Linked DNA regions of Mus musculus: all the other regions are linked to region 2. The links are chromatin contacts, called in public HiChIP or PLAC-seq maps. All regions are on one chromosome and are shown on one strand. Each heading gives the region's core, a stretch centred on a gene start, on an enhancer-like site or on the middle of the called end of the contact. The rest is flanking DNA. Distances are from core to core; before and after follow the strand shown. Region 1 overlaps Med13l (mediator complex subunit 13-like). Region 2 has its middle 27 kb from the start of Gm46942. Region 3 overlaps Med13l (mediator complex subunit 13-like). Region 4 overlaps Med13l (mediator complex subunit 13-like).

Region 1 (5,049 bases), core at 520-3,019, 260 kb before region 2:
TTACAAGGTTCTAATTTTCAGCATGACTAAGGAAGAACAAGAGAGTTTAAGGAAAGAGAAATGTGGGGGGCGGAGGTGGGGGAGTGAGGCTATTCTTCTGACAAACACACTGTCCACTGCCTGCTTGGGATCTGTTTTAAGCAACTCCTAAATATAAATTCCAAAATTTACAATTGTTCAAAAAACATATGCAAATATTTTTTAAAGAAAAACAAAATCCTTACCCTGCAGTTCATGATGTATTACTCCCACTAGGTTGGGTTCATCTCCCCACCAGAATATCCAGAGCTCTTTGCAATCTGGCTTGACATCACGACGCCATACACACAGCAGGTTGGCTTGCAGACAGCGGATGAAACTTAACAGGATTGGATCATCTTGGGCTGGGGCTGAAATTATGGGTCCACAGTCCCCGTGCCCTCCAAAATTGTACCTACGCCATTTGATTCCTGTGAGTTCAGCCTGGAAAACGACAAAAAATTTGCAATAGTTTTGATTTTTCCTTTTACTTACAGACCACTAAAAGCAAATTCCTATAGGAAGGGAAAGCTGATAAAATAGGCATTTGTATTAAACTTCACACCACAAGGTCTCTTCAAAGGAAGAGCACACATCAGAAGGCTGTCGGGACAAACATCATATTAAATACCAAAATGAAACAAGCTCGCAATCATTATGTGCTGCTGAAAAACTTTTATTCTCCTGACCATTTATTAGGTACCCATATTTTTAAATATTATCTTCAATTATTACTTGCTGTTCAGTTCACAAATTACACTTATTTTAAAACCAAATAAGGGCAAAGAGATTGATCAGTCAGCAGCTAAGAGCACCAGCGCTCTTGGAGGGGACCACAGTTGGATTCCCAGCATCACACAGTGGCTCACAACCCCTCTTAACTCTGACCCCAGAAGCCAGTGCCTTCTTCTTCATGTCTATGGGCACAGGACAGACCTGGTTAACACACATACATGCAAGTAAAACTCTTGTACATACTAAAAAAACTTTTAAATACTTTTATAAATAAATAAAACAAGTAAGATTTTAAAATAACTGTTGAGGCACAGTGGCCCACACCTTAAACCCCAGCACTCAGGAGGCAGGAACAGTGGATCTTCTGTGGGTTTGAGGCCAGCCTAGTCTATAAACCAAGTTTCAGGACATCTAGGGCTATGTAGAGGGACCATCTCAACAACAAAAGTCCAAGTTGATTGTTCCTAACACAAAAACGTGAAATTCACACTGCTTCTAAATCCACACTTGGAAGCACTTGAGCTCACTTCACATTAGGGATAGCAAGCCAGAGAAACATATGTCAACAGCCCTGAATCTGAAAATCCACCATCTGAAACATCTGGACCCCTTGTAGAAGACATTCTGAGGAATTCCCACTCCCTCACCCTGTGCCCCAACCTCAGCAGCCAGTTCAGGAGGTGGGAGTTTTCACCAGGGCAGCACAGCATGCTAAAAGGCTCCTCAGGAAGTAGCTGCTAACACAGCAGCCGGCAGCAGCCAAGGCACATTACACAGAGCCCTGCCTCCTTAGCACGGAACTTTAAACAAGCAAGCAGAGGCCGTGTGTTCTGTGCGCAGTTCACACACTTCTACTTTCGAATTTCCTGAAGCTTAGGTTGGATGAACTGGACAGAACATCACAAAGAGAGCGGGGCTCCTTACTTAGTAGCTACAAACTGGGACCATGTACTGGACCAGAGCAAAGCTGACTCACCACAGTCCTGTATCGAACAGCCCACGTGCCCCCATCCCTTCATTTCCTCTCCCACAAAGCCAGTCATTCTTATGGACAAATTCTTTAAAACAGAAGCACCACAGGGCAGAAAAGTAACCATCTGCAACCCAACCGGGACTAACTCCAAGTGCTTAAACAGCTGACACACAGCATACGTATGTGCGTGTATTTAAGACAGAGTCTCACTATGTAGCCCTAGCTGGCCTTGAACTTACTGTGTAAGCCAAGCTGGGCTCCAATTAAGCAAGCTGCACTTGCCTCCTAAGTACTGGGACTAAAGGTGCAGGATACCATGCCTGGCATATTTTCCTTAAGCAACAAGGTATCCCCAGTATTTACATAGCATCTACATTGCATCAGGCAAATGTAATCTTAAAGACCATCCTAGGTGCATGCAAATCCTGCGTTTCTATGCTGCCTGGGGATCTGAGGCGAGGCAAGGCAAACAATCCTGACAGGAGGACAGCTGGCCAGCTCTCTGAGCTCTCCCTGGCTGAGGAAGTGATTCCTTGGCGCTCCCCTCTTCTCACTGCCATGCCTACACTCTTGTCTAGTTTTCTGTTCAAGCCCCCATGTTTCTTCTAATAAAAGTAATATCTCTGTGCTTTAATCAGAAAGCCTAGCATTATTTTCTAAGTGTCAAAGGAGATAAAGTAAAAACAGAGTAGTTCGATTTGGAGAAGATACAGAGAACACTCATCACTTAAGCAAGAACACTGTCCTACGCCCAAGAACCCTGGGCGGGGGAGGGGAGGGGAGCACGGGCGCCAAAGACACAGGACAAATCACTATGACAGGGACCATGCTGTAAGTGTAGAAAACAAGGGCACAGTAGAGACCTGCACCCTGGCTGAGTCTGTCCCCAGGAAAGCAATGCACGGAGACACACGGAGACTCACTGGAGCACGTTCACCTGTAGTGCCCACCCTCGCAGCTGGGCAGGAAAATATCTGGATGACTCCAAACTGCTCTCTAGCCCCAGCTTCTGCGCTAACTTCCTGTGCCTGCTCTCAGTGGCAGAGGGAAGCCACTGTCACCTGCTGTGCTCTTCACAAAGCTGTCCATGCAACAGTGTGCTGTAAACTCCACACAGCACTGCCTGCCACAGGCTAACTAGTCAACCAAAGGAACTGGGAAACTTCCAATTATTTCAAAACATTCGGTTCCCTTACTTTAAAGCTAAAATTAAGTATTATAAAAGTCTACCTCGGTAAGCCTTGACACCTAACAGATGACTATGATAAAGCCAACATGGGGGGGGTGGGGGAAGTGAGGTGGGGGTTTCAATCTTGGCTCAGTGTCTAGTAAGGGCAAAGCTGAAGACCCAGCACCCTGTCCCAGCACAGCTGCTATCTCCTATGAGTGTGGAGCAACGGTCTTTGCTCACCTCCTCTCAGCCCCAGAGCAATGGAACAGGCCTTGCAAGAAACCTCAGAAATGAAACCAAGCAAGCCTGGGTCTAAAGTCAACACGGGCTCCTGATTACTGAGACACTAAAACTCTCCAACCCCTCTTTATTTTTTTAGTCTTTCATTTATTTACTGTATAGAAGTGCTCAGGGTGGGAGTCAGCTCTCTCTACTATGTGGGTACAAGGGATTGACCTAGGTTCTCACCTCATCAGAAAGCCCTTTCACCTGCTGAGCCATCTCACTGGCCCTGTTTCCCCCATTTCTGACAAATGCCTAACTCTAACACTCGAGCTTTTCTTTTCAAAGTCTTGAACCAGCCCTGAACCTAGTGGCACAAGTGCAGCCCTAGAGATGCAGGTCGCCTAAAGGCCCAGACCTGCCGAGCAGAGACCTGGGAATAGTGCAGGGGCAGAAAGCTCTCTGAGCATGGGTGGCTGGCCACAGGTTCAATCCCTTACTCTCCAAGTCTTTGTTTTTGTTTTTTTGTTTTTGGAACAAACCTTTAAGCATTTTGATATTCAAATTATCCTAGAGCTATATTTATGTTAAAAGAATAAACAAATGCATAATTTCAGGTTAGTTCTAAAATATAAAACCAAAAAGGTAGAGTTTACTCTTCAAGGAGCAAAGGTGGTCCTCCCATGTGAGCAGCTCCAGCACTTGGCACTGAGAGCCTGACTCCACTGGGCCCTTGAATTCTTCCCCCTGCCTCAGACCTTCCAGCCACGTAGCTCAAGAAGTTCAGATTCCTCACAGTTAAATAAGTCATCCCGAATCATAAACCTGACAAGCGACAGGTCCCAAACATAGCTACATTGAAGCCACAAATGAATCTGAAACATAAATTCTTTCCACTCTGCCATGCTCCTTCATGGGGCTAATGTTAAAAATTAGCCCTGGAGGATTAGAGAATCAGACAACGAAAGCACCATGGGCTCAACTTAGCAATGATGCGAGTGTACGGCCATGCTCTCTAATCTAAGAATGTTCATGGCTCTTTCTGTGGTCTTCCTGGGGCAATAAAAACAATTCATAAGAGTGGTTGCACCATCTCAATAATCCAGAGACTCCGATCCTTACTGCCTCAGGCACGTACACACGATCACTGGAGGACAGTATACTTCTTGGAGGATATGTATTTTTTTGAAAAGAAACTACCTACCCTAACAGAAAGAGGGGATGGGGGGAAGGGCTGTTTAACAGGGGAAGTGAAGGTTTTCTGAAAGAGGAGCTGAGCAGATGGAACAGCTGACAAGAAGAGAAGGCCACTGCAGTCAGCTGGCAAGGATGCTGAATAGATTCAAACAGACCCAAGAGCAACGCCTTCCCAACCAACACCCTACGTGTGATGTGGAGCCTCTGTATTGATGTAGTCTTAGTCCTTAGGTGCACAGCGTTCAAAGAGCTCTTGCTTTTCACACTAGATATTTCACAGCCAACATCATATATCTGCAACATAGCCCCAGAGTTAAAACTCGATTCACTGGTGCGACAGCACAATGAACCTACAGATGTGTTGTTGGTAAGAACAAACTGAGGTCTGCCACCACAGCTGGACAGTGCAGGAGATAAGAAGCATCGGTGTGGAGCTGCTCTCGACAGCTCCATGAGGCCTCCATGAGGTCAGGAGGCCCACTCCAGCCGGGGGCCTCAGCTTTAGGAGCTATAAAGTGCTACGGCTGACCTACATGCCAGAAATGAGCTCACCTCCTGCCCCAAACTAATTACATCTCACTGGCAAAGGCAACTGGTAAATTACACAAACCCTTATCAGACAGCTCAGAACCATCAGTGACAACATTTCCAGAAGATACTCAGACTTAAGAAACCTACTACTGGGCTGAAGTGGAGGAAAGAACTCTGTGGTCCAGCATTCGCTTAGCATGCG
Region 2 (4,811 bases), core at 2,026-4,525:
CAACTTATCCCTCCATCCTTCCATCTCTCCATCTATCTACCACTTGTCCATTTGTCCACTCATATATCTTCTATCCATCAATTCATCCATTCATTCACCCAACTATCCATCCATCCATCCATCCATCCATCCATCCATCCATCCACTCATTTACCACCCATCCATATTTACACATGCATCCATACATCCAGCACTTATTCATCCATTCACTCATCCATCCATTCAATGAATATAAATGGTGTCATTAGAAAAAAAATATGGTTGTTTTTGTTAAGAAAAAGGAAGAAGCAAAAAGGTAGACATGGTGGTGAGTGCCTTTAATTTTAGCACTCAGAAGTCAGAGCCAGGAGGATCTCTGTGAGTTAAGGGCCATCTATCTACATGGCTAATTCCAAGTCAGAGAAAAGACATAAAGAAACCCCACCTAAATGGGGTGTTTGAAGTTCTAATGATAGCTGCAGAAGAAGGTGCTTTGCCTGAGCTGATGGGGAAGAAGCCAGGAGATATGTCCCTGGTTCTTAGACCATAGCAGAATAGTAAGAGGGTAGGTGGGGGCCCTCAGGGCTACCTGAATTCACAGGACCTTGAGCCTAAGAACCAAGATATCTCTGGAGAGCAGGATTGCTCTGCCAGTACTGTGTACGATTTGAAGCATTTCCTACAGACCCCAAACTCCTGGCTTCTTGCATGTGCGCATGCACACATCTGTGCGCTTACATAAGGAGGCCAAAGAACAATTTCAGGTGTTACCCCCTTAAGTGACATCCACTTTTTGCAAGACTGTCGCTCCCTGGCTTGTACCAAGTAGGTTAGGTTAAACTACTTCAGCGTGTCCCTGAGATCCAGCTGTCTCCTCTCCGCTAGCGCTAGACTTATGAGTGTGCCCCACCACCGCAGGCTTTTTTTTTTTTTTAAACATGGGCTCTTGGGGCTTGAACTCAAGTCCTAGTGTTTGTAACTGACTGAGCCATCTCCGCAGATCCTGGCTTTCCACAAATCTATCAACATCTTCCAAGAAGCTGGAGCTGAGCCAGAGCCTCTGTCACTCCCAGACACCTCCCTTTTCATGTGTCTGACCTTCCAGACTCTCATGGTTTGAATATGCTTGGGCCAGGAAGCAGCACTATTAGAAGGTATGACCCTGTTAGAATGGGTGTGGCCTTGTGAAGTGGGTGTGCCCTGTTGGAGGAGGCGTGGCCTTGTTGGAGTGGGTTTGGCCTTGTTGGAGTAGGTGTGTCATAGAGGGCATGGGCTTTAAGATCCTCATCCTTCCTGCCTAGAAGCCAGTCTTCTCCTAGCAACCTTCAGACAAAGATGTAGAACTCTTAGCTCCTCCTGCACCATGCCTGCGTGGATGCTACCATGCCCCTGCCTTGATGATAATGGACTGAACCTCTGAACCTGTAAGCCAGCCCCAATTAAATGTTGTCCTTATAAGACTTGCCTTGGTCATGGTGTCTGTTCACAACAGTAAAACACTCCCTAAGACACAGACCTTTGAATCAGTAGTTCCTTGTGTCCACCACATACTGCTCTTGGGCAAATGAGGAAACTGAGGCCTGGAAACTGAGGTCATGCAGCTGAGTTGTGGCCCCTACAGTCCCTACAACCTCTATCCCAGCTAGGAGCCCAATTTATAGCTGCTTCCTTCTTTATGTGGTGCCAACTAAACTTCTGGCTTGGCTCTCCTGGTGAGAAAACATGATTCTCTATATTTGTAAGGCTGGTGGGCAACAGACACATATCCACATGAGGTAAAGGTGTGTTTCCACAAATCTTGGTGCTCTGAGTCACCAAGCTGGCCTTTACTTTAGACTTATTTTCGTGTTTGCCTGCATGTATGGTGTGTGCACATGTGTGCAGTGCCCACAGAGGGCAGAAGAGGGTGACAGTTCCCTAAAATTGAAGCCGTATATTGTTGTAAGGTGTCATGTGGGTGTGGGATCTGAATTCGGGTCCTCTGGAAGACTAGAGAGTGCTCTTAATCTCTGAGATATCACACACACACACACACACACACACACACACACACACACACTGCCATGACTTTTTTTTAAGCTAGTATCTTATTATGTAGACCAAGCTGGCCTTGAACTCACCATCCTCTTCCTCAGCTTCCCATGTGCTAGGATTACAAGTGTCTGCCACTAGGCCCAGCCAAGCTACCCTGCATGTATATCCAGCCACTGCTGGCATAAGGCATGGTAACCCTACAGTCCATGTTTGCTTATAGAGGCAGAGCACTGCAGCTCAGGTGCCTAGCATGGAAGGAGCCCGGGATTTGTTGTTGGCACCGGGATGGGTGGTATACATCTGTTCCCAAAGAGGAACCAAGCAGGCAAGCAAACAGACAAACAAAAACTAACCGTGGTGTCGCACACCTTTAATCTCAGCACTGCAGTTTAGAGGCGGAGGCAGGAGGATCTCTGAGTGCCAGACCAGACAGGGCTACATAGTTTTCTCAAAAGGAAACAAAAAACAAAAACGAAAAACAACAAAACCCTTCAAAATAATAATTTAAATGCATGAATGCATAAATTGGCACTTTGTCAAGGTCAAATGGGCACTAAGCACTTCGCTGTCTAGCAGAAGCTCTGGGCTTCTTCACCAGTGTGTACAACAGACACTAAGCCACTGTCTCTAGGTAACAGGGACTTTCTACTCTGTCATCTTGCAGGACACTGTCATATATGCCTGTATTAGATGAGCAAAGGTGTTTTTGTGTAAGTTACCTTCCCTTCAATGCTTCCAGCCCTGTGGTGGCCTATGTGGACAACCTGTTGGCTCTCAACAACAGAAGATAGACTTGCTTACCTCCTCCGGAGGTACCCAAGACCCTGCTATAAGTAATCTGTGAGCATCACTCCTGGCGTGGCAGGGTTTACCGTTCACCAGTTATCTACACAGGAAACTGACATTCACAGACATTAAATGCCCATCGCAGGTCACATGGCTCAACGACAACTTGATTTACAGCCCCCACCCCTAGCCCCCACCCTGTCTGGCTGCCCCGGAGCCTATGATGAAGTGATTCCAATAGCGGAAAGTCATGTCACCTCTGTGCCCCAAATAACCAGGCCTGGGCTTGAGACCAAGCATCTCCCTCCGCAGCCACAGTGACCGCAGCAGCTCCCTCAGACGGCCACCTTCACCTCTTTTATTTTATTGTTTTCCCTCGTTTTATTGCCTTGGCACAAGGCCGACGGCAGAGGGTAGGCAGAGATCAGAGTCCGCCTCTCCTCTGGAAATGACTTCGGAGTTCAGCCCGCCCTCCTCCCAGTGTTTGGAACCTAACGTTCTGGAAAGTGGATCGCAGGACGGATCGCTGCCGCCACCGCCGCCGCTGCTGCTGCTGCTGCCGCCGGCGGCTTCCGCCACCGGATCTCACTTAAGGGCACAAAAGCTGGGAAATTTCAGAGCCAGTCTGGCCCAGAGGGTGGAGAAGAGGACCTGAGCTCTTGAGCCAGCCTTCAAAAGAGTCTCCCTGGCTGCAGGGAATACGGAGACCACCCGCCGGCCAGCCTGCTCCACTGCAAACAGGAAACCCCAGAGTTTATAGATGACCCCGTTACAAGGCAAATGTTTTGGAACAAATTGTTCATTTAAGTCCTTGTTTTCCACTAGCTTCTCATACTGGATTCCCCCCCCCTCCCCTTTTCCTCCAGCCCACTGTCCTTGTTAAACCAGGGCCGTGGCGCCACCTGCTGCCCATCCTGTGATGACAGTAGCGTCTCCAGTGGGATTCCGGGGCCCTGGGTCCCTCTCCCCACCTCTCAGATGGATGGGACGATAGTCCCCCTCATCCTGGCCCCCGGATTTGTGGTTAAGATCATGAGCCAAGTCGCTGGAGAAGTGCTCTGTGGCTAGGTGACCTGAGACTCCCTGTCCCCATTATTCATCCTCAGGGACAGCAGGGCTCCCACGTGCAGAAAAGACAAACCAGATGGTATCACCAGGCAAAGCCCGGGCTTGGTTTCCCCGCAGGCAGCCACACCAGCATCAGCTAACCACGTGACTCCGCGGCCTCCATTTCTTTCGGATTCCACAGTAGCCCCTAAGGCAGGTGGGATGGAAGGTCGCGCGTGGGCCTGGCGGGCAGTACACGCTCTTTCTGCATGTCCACTTGCCCAGTCTAGACCTCGTGGAAGTGATATATTTATCGCCACAGAATGAACAGGAGCCCCAAGTGTCTGGAGATGTACGTCAGCTGATAGAGCACTTACCCAACATGCATGAAGTCCTGGGTTCGATTCCCGAATGTCATATAAACAGGGCATAGCGGAAACATACCTATCTTCCTAGCACTGGGAGGTAGAGGCAGGAGGATCAGAAGTTCAACTTTACATAGCTTGATGTCAGTCTGGTCTCAAAGAAGGAAGATACAAAGAATAGAAGCCACAAGAGTTCTGGGCCTGCAGCCTGACATCAGCTCCCCCCCCCCCCCGCCCCTCCCGCTCCCCAAACCTCGGGCAAATTGTCTTCCCCCCCCCCCAAGCCTCAGTTTCCCACGGTGTGTAAAGAGGCAGTAATAGTCACTAGATCTCAAGAGGTTGAACCGCGGGGCTTAGAGACAATCTGTGCTTGTCATTCTTCCTGAAGGGGAAAGAGCAATTAGCAAATGGTTTGAGGAGGGGCCAGTGAAGGAGCAAGTTCACATCCAGGAGTGGGTTAGTGAGAATTCAGTCACCAACTGGGCCTTCTCTGCCTCACCCAGATACTTTGTTTTACTCCTTGTGGAGGAGCTCTGACTGGCACCTCGGTTTATCTATCTGTCCGATGGGCACAGCGTCTGTCCATTCGACCTGCTTCTT
Region 3 (4,771 bases), core at 155-2,654, 350 kb before region 2:
GACTGTACCCTGATATTTTTCCCTCTTGAAGGAAGAAAATATTTTAGTGGACCCCACAGTTAAGAGACTTTTAATTGTAAAGACTTTGGATTTTAAGAGAGACTGAAATTTTAAGAATTTGTAAAGACTGTGGGACTTTTAAAGTTATTTAGATCTTGGGAATGAATAAGAAACTAAGGGTTGAGGCTTACCAGTGATGTGTTTGTGTGTCAAGTTGACAAGGGGTCAATTGTACTGGCTAGTTTTGTGTCTACTTGACACAGCTGGAGTTATCACCGAGAAAGGAGCTTCAGTTGAGGAAATGCCTCCATGAGATCCAACTGTAAGGCATTTTCTCAATTAGTGATCAAGGGGGAAAGGCCCCTTGTGGGTGGGACCATCTCTGGGTTGGCAGTCTTGGTTCTATAAGAGAGCAGGCTGAGCAAGCCAGGGGAAGCAAGCCAGTAAGGAACATCCCTCCATGGCTTCTGCATTAGCTCCTGCTTTCTGACCTGTTTGAGTTCCAGTCCTGACTTCCTTGGTGATGAACAGCAATGTGGAAGTGTAAGCTGAATAAACCCTTTCCTCCCCAACTGCTTCTTGGTCATGATGTTTGTGCAGGAATAGAAACCCTGACTAAGACAGGTTTTAATTAAACTTTTACTATAATTGTACAAATAAAAAACCAAATATAAGCTTAATTTTTTTCTAAGCAAGAGTGTTAGATAACTGATTACTAGAAACTGATTTACTTTGAATGTGTCATAATAAAATTATTCCATTTACAATTCATAATCTAGGTTATAGAGGCACATGGTTGCCTATAACTAAAAATTATAAATATAAATAATAACCTTTACTCTCACTTTTTTTAGCTATGCTAGAAAATTAATTTAAACTTACCTAATTTTCTATTTAAAATGAAAGCAATGTTCCTTCTCTTTTGACAGAGACTCTGGGGAGTTGTTTTATAAAAAGCACCCATTAAATACACGTGTAAGTGAAAGAACAGTATTTAAAACACAAGCCATCAATTCCTTAGGCACACCGGGTCTGACCTGTAGGAAGCCCCTGTGTACTGAGGCTCTGAGAAGTGAGGAGTAGAAACAGCCTTAAAATTTTTATTTTAAAATTTATTTATTTATTTTGTATATGAGTGCACTGTAGCTGACTTCAGACACACCAGAAGAGGGCCCTGGATCCCATGACAGATGGTTGTGAGCTACCATGTGGTTGCTGGGAACTGAACTCAGGACCTCTGGAAGAGCAGTCAGTGCTCTTACCCGCAGAGCTGTCTCTCTAGCCCTACTTTTGATGTTTCAAATGCTCACATACCTCAGCACAAACGACTGTACTAAGGAGATCTAAACAGAGAGCAGCATGTGAGCATCCAGATGTGACTAAGCTGCACGCTGAGCGGTCACCAGCCCTCAGGAAGCATGCTTCAGCTGTGCCTCCACCTTCCAGCCGACATTTCCCCCAAGGGGCTGGACTCACTGTTGTGAAAGCTAGCCAAGCATGGGGGTGTCACCTGTGTTGTGGCTACAGCTCCCATACTGCCCACTCTGTCCCTAAAGTTTCTTCTTCATCATCTGACAGTAGGTACCACTGCTGATGTCACCCCTGGCCTCTCTCCAGATACGGCCTTGAGAAGTGACATCAAACCCCAGGGTGGTGGATGAGAGACCCTACCATGCTGTCTGTCTGGTGCTGGGACCTGATGTCTCCTCAGAGTCCTGCCAGGCCCTTAAGAACCCTTGAGTGAAGGCTACACCCCAGCAATCCACCAGTGTTCTTCTGACCCCCAGTCTGGGACCTTCCAACAACCACTTTACTAAATTGAGATACACTAGGGGAAGCTACTGACGGACTCTTTAACACCATGACTGAAGCCTTGCCAGCCTTGACAGTAGCGTCACCCTAAGACTCCCGCCTATAGCCAGCAGCTAAATCCCTGCCCTAGGGCACCTAGACAATTAAACAGGACCGAGGTGCTGTGTCCCCCATATGGAGCTCAGTGGGAATGGGCAATAAGTTCTATGCTTCATACCTAGTGTACAAAAAAAGAAAAAGAATAATTTGGAGGGGGGGTAGAGGTGAAGTGCATGTTGTTTTGTGAAAATTAAACACTCTTTATCAATCTATTATAACTAGACTATGGTCAGCAGTAAGAAATGTTAAATTGAGTCATTTTGTTTTGGTTTCATTGATCTAGAAGTCCATGCCTATTTAGCAGCAAAGTTCATATCCACTGCAAATGTGGACCATAGCAACCGTCCATGGTCACACAGTTCACGGTCTGCTTTTGACAGTCACCAAGCTATATGCACTCATCTATGGAAAGGAGCACCTGGTGGCGCTATACACATTTTCACCATTTAATTTAATTTAATAATTTTAAGTTATGCCGAATAACAGTGTAAGGAAGAAAAGTGAGGGAGAATAACAGAAAGGCCACACTAGTGTCTCAACTCCAAACCATGTAGTGAAGAGGACTTCAGACACAGCCTCACTGCTGAGCGCAGGGCTCTCTCATCACATTACCCAAGCACAAGCATGCAGTACGCGATGGCACCGTGGCCCGAGACCAACAGCCACAGATAACAGATACGCCAGCCCTGCCACCCAAGTGCAGAGGCAGCTGCGGCCACGGCTGAGGAGGGAGGCACCAGGCACCCTGAAGACTGACCTTTTGTTGACTGGCTTTTCATCCTTGTCATAGGGCCGCACAAACCACTTCCCGATCCGCACGAAGTTCTTATCCATTAGGCACCTACAATAAGCACATCAGGAGTTACCTTCACAGACGCGGTAACAGTTAGCTTAGCACTCTGTCAACAACCCAGATGAGAAGCACCGGAGGACACACAGGCAGTGCCAGATCCACTGTTAGAGTGCTTCCTTATACTGAGACAACTCAGAACTCTGGGCATGGATTCCCAATGCCCCCGGGGTGTGGGGGGTAAGCAAGGAAGAGAAACAGTTGGGAGAGTTTCCCAAACTCTGGGAATTAAGTCACGGGTCTGTATTACAGGCGTTCCTCTATCATCAAGGTCAGAATGCAGGAAACTTAAGGACTCTTCTTCCTGCATGCTGGGCTTGGAGTTTTCTTGTGATAAGTGATCAATTCTTTAGCAAGAACGCCAATAACAAAACTTTGGCAGAGTTCATCATCTGCCTTGATGCTTTCTTTCTGAGGGCACAAAACCACCATCCAGGAAAATGAAGGCTGGACAGCACTCTTCCCAGTAAGGAGTGTGTGCTGCACTCGCTTCTGTCTCCATGGCGTTTGGGCTGTGTGCTCTGCTGTCACGTCCCAGGCATTCTCTTGAGGACAGGTTAGTCATAAGTGAACCCATCACAGAGAACAGCAACAGTGCAGACAACTAACCAAGTTCATTCATGTGCAGGCAGGTGACGACTCCACCACAGCCGTCACCTGTACAATGTGGGTGAGGCCGCAGAGCACCAACAAGTACCCTTGATCTTAAATAATACGAATGTAAAAGAAAATGGACTTTCTGAATGAGATGGAGCACAACGGTCTCTCAATGTCAGTCAATGAAACAACCCACGGTTTGAAGGAAAGTTGTCCAAATGCGGTGTGGAATTCTTTTGTACAAGGGCCTGTGAGAACTAGACAGCGATTCTTATCTCAATATTCAGGCAGATCTGTCCTGTTTTGTCTCTGCTGTTCCCACTCCATCAAAGCCTATGGAAACAATTCAAGGCCTTCCCCCATTTTGTTACAGATTAAACAAGTTAGTAAATGTCAGGCAACAGCCTCTCCTCACAGCATAACTCGCTCTGTGCAGACTCAATTTGGAACAGGGTTACATCAAATACCACTGGATTTATTTGGAAAGTGAACGGTGGTCTCCCTTGTTCACAGTATAGAAAATCATTTCCAAAGTAACTCAACCTGACTTCACACTTCTAAGGGACAGAGACGCTGACTACATTAAACTCTGAGTGCAAAGTCTGGAGCAGCCACCTATGGCAAAGGTCACAGGAGCTGAAGCTGTAAACCGTCGTCAGGTTCTTCCCTTGCCAGACTCCATCCATCCTGAGCAGAGACTGCTGCACAGAACGCAGTCCAGTAAGAGCCAAGAGCTGCTAGCCTCACAATAGCAGTCACCAGCACCAGTGTGAGTGGAGACGAGTGTCAAGACCCACAGCTGAGGCACAGAGGGAATGTCTCCTGGCAAGGTCAGCGTGAGTGGTGGGAGCTGCCAGGTCCATCTGTGCCCGGGCCAGGACATGACTGAAAGCTCCACAATACCTCCCTTAACTCCTCTTTCCTTCTTTTATTTGGTTTTTCGAAACAGGGTTTCTCTGTGTAGCCCTGGCAAGCCTGGAATGTGGTCTGTAGACCAGGCTGGCCTTGAACTTATAGAAATCTGCCTGCCTCTGCCTCTGATTCCCAAATGCTGGGACTAAAAGCATGCACTACCATTGCCAGCTCCTTCTTCTTTTGTTAAGCCCAGGTCCACATCATAGCTGAATTAATATGCACACATTTTTTCACTTGGTAAAAGCTGTCACTGAGTGTCTACCTTGAAATCCACAGTACCCAGAATAAAAGCAGTGGTGACTCGGGGTCACAGCCACCAGCAAACTTCATCTCAAAGAACTGCATTGGATAAAGTTGTGCTGGGCTTGGGGTGGAGATTCATACACAGCTCCTCTGAGGTGAGGCTGAACATAAGAATGTGAACAGGATGCTGTCAACTCTAAGCCTTGGGAGGAAATGGAAAAGACATGATTATACTGTCAAAGACAGTTCTGTGGC
Region 4 (5,166 bases), core at 300-2,799, 280 kb before region 2:
CTGCCCTAGAGAGGTAAAAAGATCGAGACTCTGCATCTCTAGGGGCCATGACAACAACTTAAGAAACCTCAGTCTTCAGACAAATAAGCAACATATTTCTATTCTTCAGTGCCAAGAGGGTGCTTTTACGTATTGATTTAAAGCAGTGCCTCTTCTCAGCGTGACTGCTAGCTACAGGCTCGGCTTTAAGCATAAACACCACAGGTCTTCACAGTAGTTTGTTGTTTTAAAAGTCACTTAAAATACAGCACCTAATTATTTTCAGTATTTCTACCAAAACGCTCTCAAGAATGCTACCTAAATGCCTTGTTAAATCTAGTCAAGATGAAGAGGTAAAAGCAAGAGAGAAGGGCTGGAGAGATGGCTCAGCAGTTACCAACATTGGCTGCTCCTCCAGAGCACCCAAGGTTCAATTCCCAGCACCTACAACTCTCTACCTGTAACTCTCTTTCCAGAGGATCTGACACCTCATGCACATGTACAGTAGGCAAAAAAAAAAAAAAAAAAAAAAAAAAAGGTAGAAATTTTTCAGAAAAACATAGTTCCTAAAACCCAGTTCCTTACAATCTCCCAACACCAACCCTCTTCCCTGGAGGTGGAAGTCAGGGAAGCCCTGGGAAGACCCAGGGTACCACAACTGAGGCTCCTGAGGGGGAAGAATGAGAGCCAGGAGCTGCCAAGAGCGCACAGCAGAAAGGCAGGAAGTGAGGAGTGCAAAACATCAACAAGCTCTTTAGCCTTTGAACTATCTGAAAAGCTCAAGTGTCTGGAATAGAGGAAGTAGGAGTATTACCGGGGCTTCCTTTCCATCAAGCTCAAAGAAAGACAGTTGACAAACAAGAAATGGAAAAAGTCTCAGAAGTACCTGAAAATACCATGTTTAGTAGTCCTAAAATATAAAACCCCCTGGCTGAAGCTGTCTGCAGAGGTACTTAATACAAAGCCACCTGCCCGGCCGTCCAAATGACCTCTGCAGTGTCTCAGCCTTAGTGCAGAATGGTAACTCAGTGCCCTGTCAGAACCAACTGCACAGAAGGAACGCTTTCCATCCTTGAGCAGTGGCCTGCCCAGGCTCCCTCCCTCCATCACACTGAGCTCAGTGGGCAGAGGCAGAGCAGCCTCTCTCCAAGAGCACCGGGAGCACCACGTGCTGCCCAGCTATCTGTAACTGCCAGCAGCCCCGGGCTCCTTGCCATAAAGACTCCATCTCTTTGTCCATTCTTCAGCCCTTAGCACAGGCCCTATTCCATTTCCACCAGAGGGATGCTCTTCTGGGACAAAAAAAAAAAAAAAAAAAGGAGCTTTAACTGCTTCAAAAACAGCTCTTAGCAGCCGCCGCTGGCTGGAGTTAGAGAGCAACCTTGGGGGTGTTTAATGTAAGGAGTCTAACACTTTAAATTGGCATTTACCACGCAGAAATCCACCCTCTTTTACAGAAAGCCTAAAAACATTATCATGCTCACATGAAAATACTCACAGACACCTCTGAAAGCACGAGTCACACACATAACAAACAGCCTGCTGCCTGACCTGGCACCTGGCAAGGGACCAAAACAGGACCAGTATGGCAGTCACTCTTCTTCCCAGGAACCTAACAAAGTTTTACTCACTGTAGAGGGTGAGCAAGTGTGTGTGTGTGTGTGTGTGTGTGTGTGTGTGTGTGTCTCCTTGGGTCTGCACTGTAGCATCACAGCCTGGCCTCAACCTCACAGGATTTACAGCACACCCCATGTCTGCCTCCCTGGGCCCAGCTTCTCTTTGAAGGTGCTGAGGTCTGCTCTCACAGACCTTCTGTCACCCAGGATAAACTGCTGGGCCCATCACTGCACACCGAGGCTACTCACAGGGGAGAGGGGGAGTGTGAATTAGGAAGTATCAAGAACATCAGATACTGTTGACATTACTTAGGGCTTAACACGTATCTCTGGGTTCCCACCACCTTGCGTGCCCAACAGCTCCTCCACACCAACAGGACTTCGCAGGGCAGGGCTCACGAGGAGCCTTCAGCTGCAGCTCCTAACCCCTGTCCTACACACAGCATGGAAAGCCTGGAGAGTAACGCTGTGCAGGGCTAGCTCAGGAAGGGAGCAGTGAGTCACGGCGTGGCTTTGGATAATACGGGTAGAGGCAAGAAGGAGCCTAGGAAAGCTAAGTCACAGTCAGTGAGAGGGAGGGAAACCACAGGAAGCTGAAGCTTAGTCCTTAACGTCTACATCCACACCCATCCCATGGGGGACACACCTAGAAACACAAAAAGTCATCTAACTCCTGCTTAGGTCTGGGGGTGAGTCTACTACGCCTTGGTCTGGCACTCTCTTCTCTGTGTTCCTTCTCTCTGTGGAAGGATCCACTGGCCACCAGTGAGTCACTGTATCCATCCCCTGCCCCCTCCTGCGTCGGTCGGAGGTGTTTACAGCAGTGGACTGGCTCTTGTTCTACAGCACTAACCAGAGAACCTTGCTACTATGGGCAGGAAAAGCAACTTTAATTTTAATAGAACAAGCCTACCCTCGGCCATTTCTGCTTAAGAAAATGGGCAGAAGGGTTGCTATGCGTGAGAACATCAGGCATCTACCTTCTGCCCACGCCCTCATCTGCAAGAAGCAGCAGACACCCTGTCCTGCTTGAAGTAATGGGGAAGAAGACACAGACAACACACGGTTAAGGGCTGGAGAGATGGCTCACAGACTTGAAGCTGAAAGTACTTGATGCTCTTGCAAAGGACCTGGGTTTAGTTCCCAGCACTCACATAGTAGGTCACTGCCATCTGAGTTGCAGTTTCAGGGAAGCCAAAGCCTTCTGGCCTGCATGGGCACCAGGCATGGACATGCACACAGACATACAAGAGGAGCGCTCGTGGAATGCCACTTGTCCTTTGGCTCCTTTGTCTTTTCTTTTTTTCTCCTTTCGTGTCCTTCTCAGACCAGGAAAATGGCATATTGGCTGACTCTCAGTATTTCTAAAGCACTTTTCTACTTTAAATTAAAAACAATTTAGGGGTTAAATACAGCAGCAGATTCCTTTAAATAATTCCAACACTTGGGAGATGGGGGCAGGAGGATCAAGGCCAGTCTCAGCTACAGAGTAAGTTCCAGACCAGCCTGGACTACATAACACTCTGTCTGAAAATGTGCGGTGGAGGTTGGGGGCTCGGAGGATGGGACACAAAATGCCTTAACCAGTAAAGATGGTTGCCATCAAGCAGGCCTCACACTTGACTTCAGTCCCCAGGACCCACATGGTGGGAGGGGAAAACTGACGCTGCAGGTTGTCCTTTGGCTTCTCAATAAGAGAAGGCACCAGAGTAACAAGCAGTTACCACACAAAAGTGAGTCTGTGTGAATCACACGTTCAAAGAAAGCAACCACCACCACCACCACCACCACCACCACCACCACCACCACCACGAAGCATGAGTTGCTTTAAGCACCACAGAATGGCTAAAATAGGTGAGCCAGAGAGTTACTCTTTATTTTAAGGCTCTGATTCCACATCAGACCAGCTCTGCAGAGACCTGCACTGAGGAGCTATCTCACTGCTGTTTAAAAAACACCAAAGCTAGCCTTAAGCCGCAGGTGAGCCTCCAAGACCTAGAAGTGCAATGGAGAGACAGCTCAAGAGAGCTAGAGTGCACTGAACATGTGAGCCCTACCCCACACCCGCTGCCGTGCAGAAGCCTCCAGACTACAATACAACAAAATCATCATACAAAGTTTAGCAATCACGCGTGTCAAATAAAAAACTGGCAATAGCCAAGGACCCCTAAAATGGATGTCTCTTTGATTTGAAAAAGAATTAATGGTTAAGTGGAAATAATTAAAATAGATGTAGTAACGGAGGAATAATAAAGTGCATCACGTGGAGCAACACTAGGAGAGATTTACCAGTGACCAACTGATCTGTAAACATACGCGCTGTGTGGATGGAAAGGACAGCATTGAGAGCCTGGGTGCCGTCATCAGCACACGCAACAGTGGATGCAGCACCCATGCATGGGTCTGTCTTCTGGGCTGCGGTTAGGGCTTTCTGGCAACTTAAATGGATGAATGGCATAAAAAGTCAGAGATGTTTATCTATACTACTTCTAACGAGCCTTTCTCGGGAAATAAACCATGTGATAAGAAAATGAATTACAAAAGTAATTATGTAAAGGAAAAGGCTGTGCACTATTATCAAACTGCATAAAAAAGTTACGGCATCAAAATAATGTGTCTTACCCTATTTATAAGACATAAATTCTAAACATCCGAAGTTTGAGAAACTGAGCAGATGCTGCTGCCCGCGCCATCTAATCAATTCTGTTGTAGTCCTAGAGGACAATGCAGCCATCTGATGGGTTCAGCATCAACTGCGTGAGCCAACAACGCACACAACAGCATTCTACAGAAATAATCAGTAGTTTAAAGCAGGGCATGTGCAAAATTCCTGAAATAACACATCCATAATTCACTGCCAAACTCAGATCCATTCAGAATCCGCAGAGGCAGGAGCATTGTTACAGCTCTGAAATCCATATTCAGTGAGGCTGTGTTCACAAAGTTTCATTTCAACTTCAAGGAAATAGATTACCAGAAAGGCTAAGTACTGACTCTGAGTATCTAAAATCTAACAAAGGCATCCATTCCCTGGGCCTAGGCCTTGAATACTGCCTGAGGCGCCTCTACCTGGGAAGCACACCCTCTGTCCCCAAGTGTGGCAGCTCTGTGGACAACACAAAAAGGCCATTTTGGAAGGCTGAGCTGGAGAGCACAGGGCCGTCCTGACTGCCACCAGGCGCAGGCTGTTGCCAGCCACTTCAGCTTGCAGACATGAGGCACACACACCTCGTCTCCCTCATGAGAACCCTAGTAGTGGAAAGATGCCCGGGTCCTCTTTAGTAACACAATGCCAATACCTCAGGAGAGCCCAAACTTTACTCTGTCAAAGGGGTTAGAAGTAAATGACAAGTGAGAAACTTCACCAAAATGTGGAGGAAGAATTTAGCTCCAAGAAAATAAAAGTCAAGTGGAAGCTTGCCCACAGAGCTCTGTCCTGGTGAAGGCCAGTGCTGAGCCTTTGGGCAGTGCAGCCAAGAGCTTTGCTAAAGTAAAGCTTTGCCATCTATCTATTTCTCCGTTGGACTCTATAAAGTTCTTAGGTCTCCTCACCTGCAAAGCATGGAGGGAC

The links. HiChIP or PLAC-seq counts read pairs in DNA pulled down with a chosen protein or histone mark.
Region 1: a contact with region 2 is called in an H3K4me3 HiChIP or PLAC-seq map of bone marrow-derived macrophages, with 7 times the contacts expected there. The contact joins two enhancer-like sites. A contact is called at or near these places in 2 of 15 datasets of contacts at CTCF or cohesin (the NIH/3T3 cell line and large pre-B cells), 31 of 484 Hi-C or Micro-C datasets (B cells, the G1E-ER4 cell line, the HL-1 cell line and 20 more), 23 of 115 datasets of contacts at active chromatin or transcription factors (the NIH/3T3 cell line, T-cell acute lymphoblastic leukemia, VIP interneurons and 17 more) and 1 of 9 other capture datasets (embryonic stem cells).
Region 3: a RAD21 HiChIP or PLAC-seq map of pro-B cells shows a contact between it and region 2, with 7 times the contacts expected there. The contact joins two enhancer-like sites. A contact is called at or near these places in 2 of 15 datasets of contacts at CTCF or cohesin (large pre-B cells and pro-B cells), 2 of 484 Hi-C or Micro-C datasets (bone marrow-derived macrophages and granulosa cells), 21 of 115 datasets of contacts at active chromatin or transcription factors (the 230-238 cell line, bone marrow-derived macrophages, craniofacial prominence and 15 more) and 1 of 9 other capture datasets (embryonic stem cells).
Region 4: a contact with region 2 is called in an H3K4me3 HiChIP or PLAC-seq map of bone marrow-derived macrophages, with 5 times the contacts expected there. The contact joins two enhancer-like sites. A contact is called at or near these places in 1 of 15 datasets of contacts at CTCF or cohesin (large pre-B cells), 3 of 484 Hi-C or Micro-C datasets (bone marrow-derived macrophages, embryonic fibroblasts and forebrain) and 20 of 115 datasets of contacts at active chromatin or transcription factors (T-cell acute lymphoblastic leukemia, VIP interneurons, acute myeloid leukemia and 14 more).

What each region holds. Positions count from the first base shown.
Region 1 is chr5:118,588,746-118,593,794 of GRCm38.p6, reverse strand. It overlaps Med13l (mediator complex subunit 13-like), which reads right to left. Exons shown (of 31, transcript NM_172424.4): 2 at 225-462. Among named protein-coding and RNA genes, the nearest start is that of Med13l, 31 kb to the right of the region's middle. Within about 2 kb of position 1,769, at least 80 of the 459 cell types and tissues checked have an H3K27ac peak or open chromatin away from gene starts, as enhancers often do. A contact at or near this core is called in the HPC-7 cell line, Th2 cells, bone marrow-derived macrophages and 6 more, where this site is marked.
Region 2 is chr5:118,330,630-118,335,440 of GRCm38.p6, reverse strand. No RefSeq gene overlaps it. Among named protein-coding and RNA genes, the nearest start is that of Gm46942, 27 kb to the left of the region's middle. Within about 2 kb of position 3,275, at least 134 of the 459 cell types and tissues checked have an H3K27ac peak or open chromatin away from gene starts, as enhancers often do. A contact at or near this core is called in the HPC-7 cell line, Th2 cells, bone marrow-derived macrophages and 7 more, where this site is marked.
Region 3 is chr5:118,678,869-118,683,639 of GRCm38.p6, reverse strand. Med13l (mediator complex subunit 13-like) reads right to left here. Exons shown (of 31, transcript NM_172424.4): 4 at 2,669-2,752. Among named protein-coding and RNA genes, the nearest start is that of Med13l, 120 kb to the right of the region's middle. Within about 2 kb of position 1,404, at least 5 of the 459 cell types and tissues checked have an H3K27ac peak or open chromatin away from gene starts, as enhancers often do. A contact at or near this core is called in pro-B cells, where this site is marked.
Region 4 is chr5:118,610,299-118,615,464 of GRCm38.p6, reverse strand. The region is part of intron 2 of Med13l (mediator complex subunit 13-like); the gene reads right to left. Among named protein-coding and RNA genes, the nearest start is that of Med13l, 52 kb to the right of the region's middle. Within about 2 kb of position 1,549, at least 135 of the 459 cell types and tissues checked have an H3K27ac peak or open chromatin away from gene starts, as enhancers often do. A contact at or near this core is called in bone marrow-derived macrophages, embryonic fibroblasts and stem cell-derived neural progenitor cells, where this site is marked.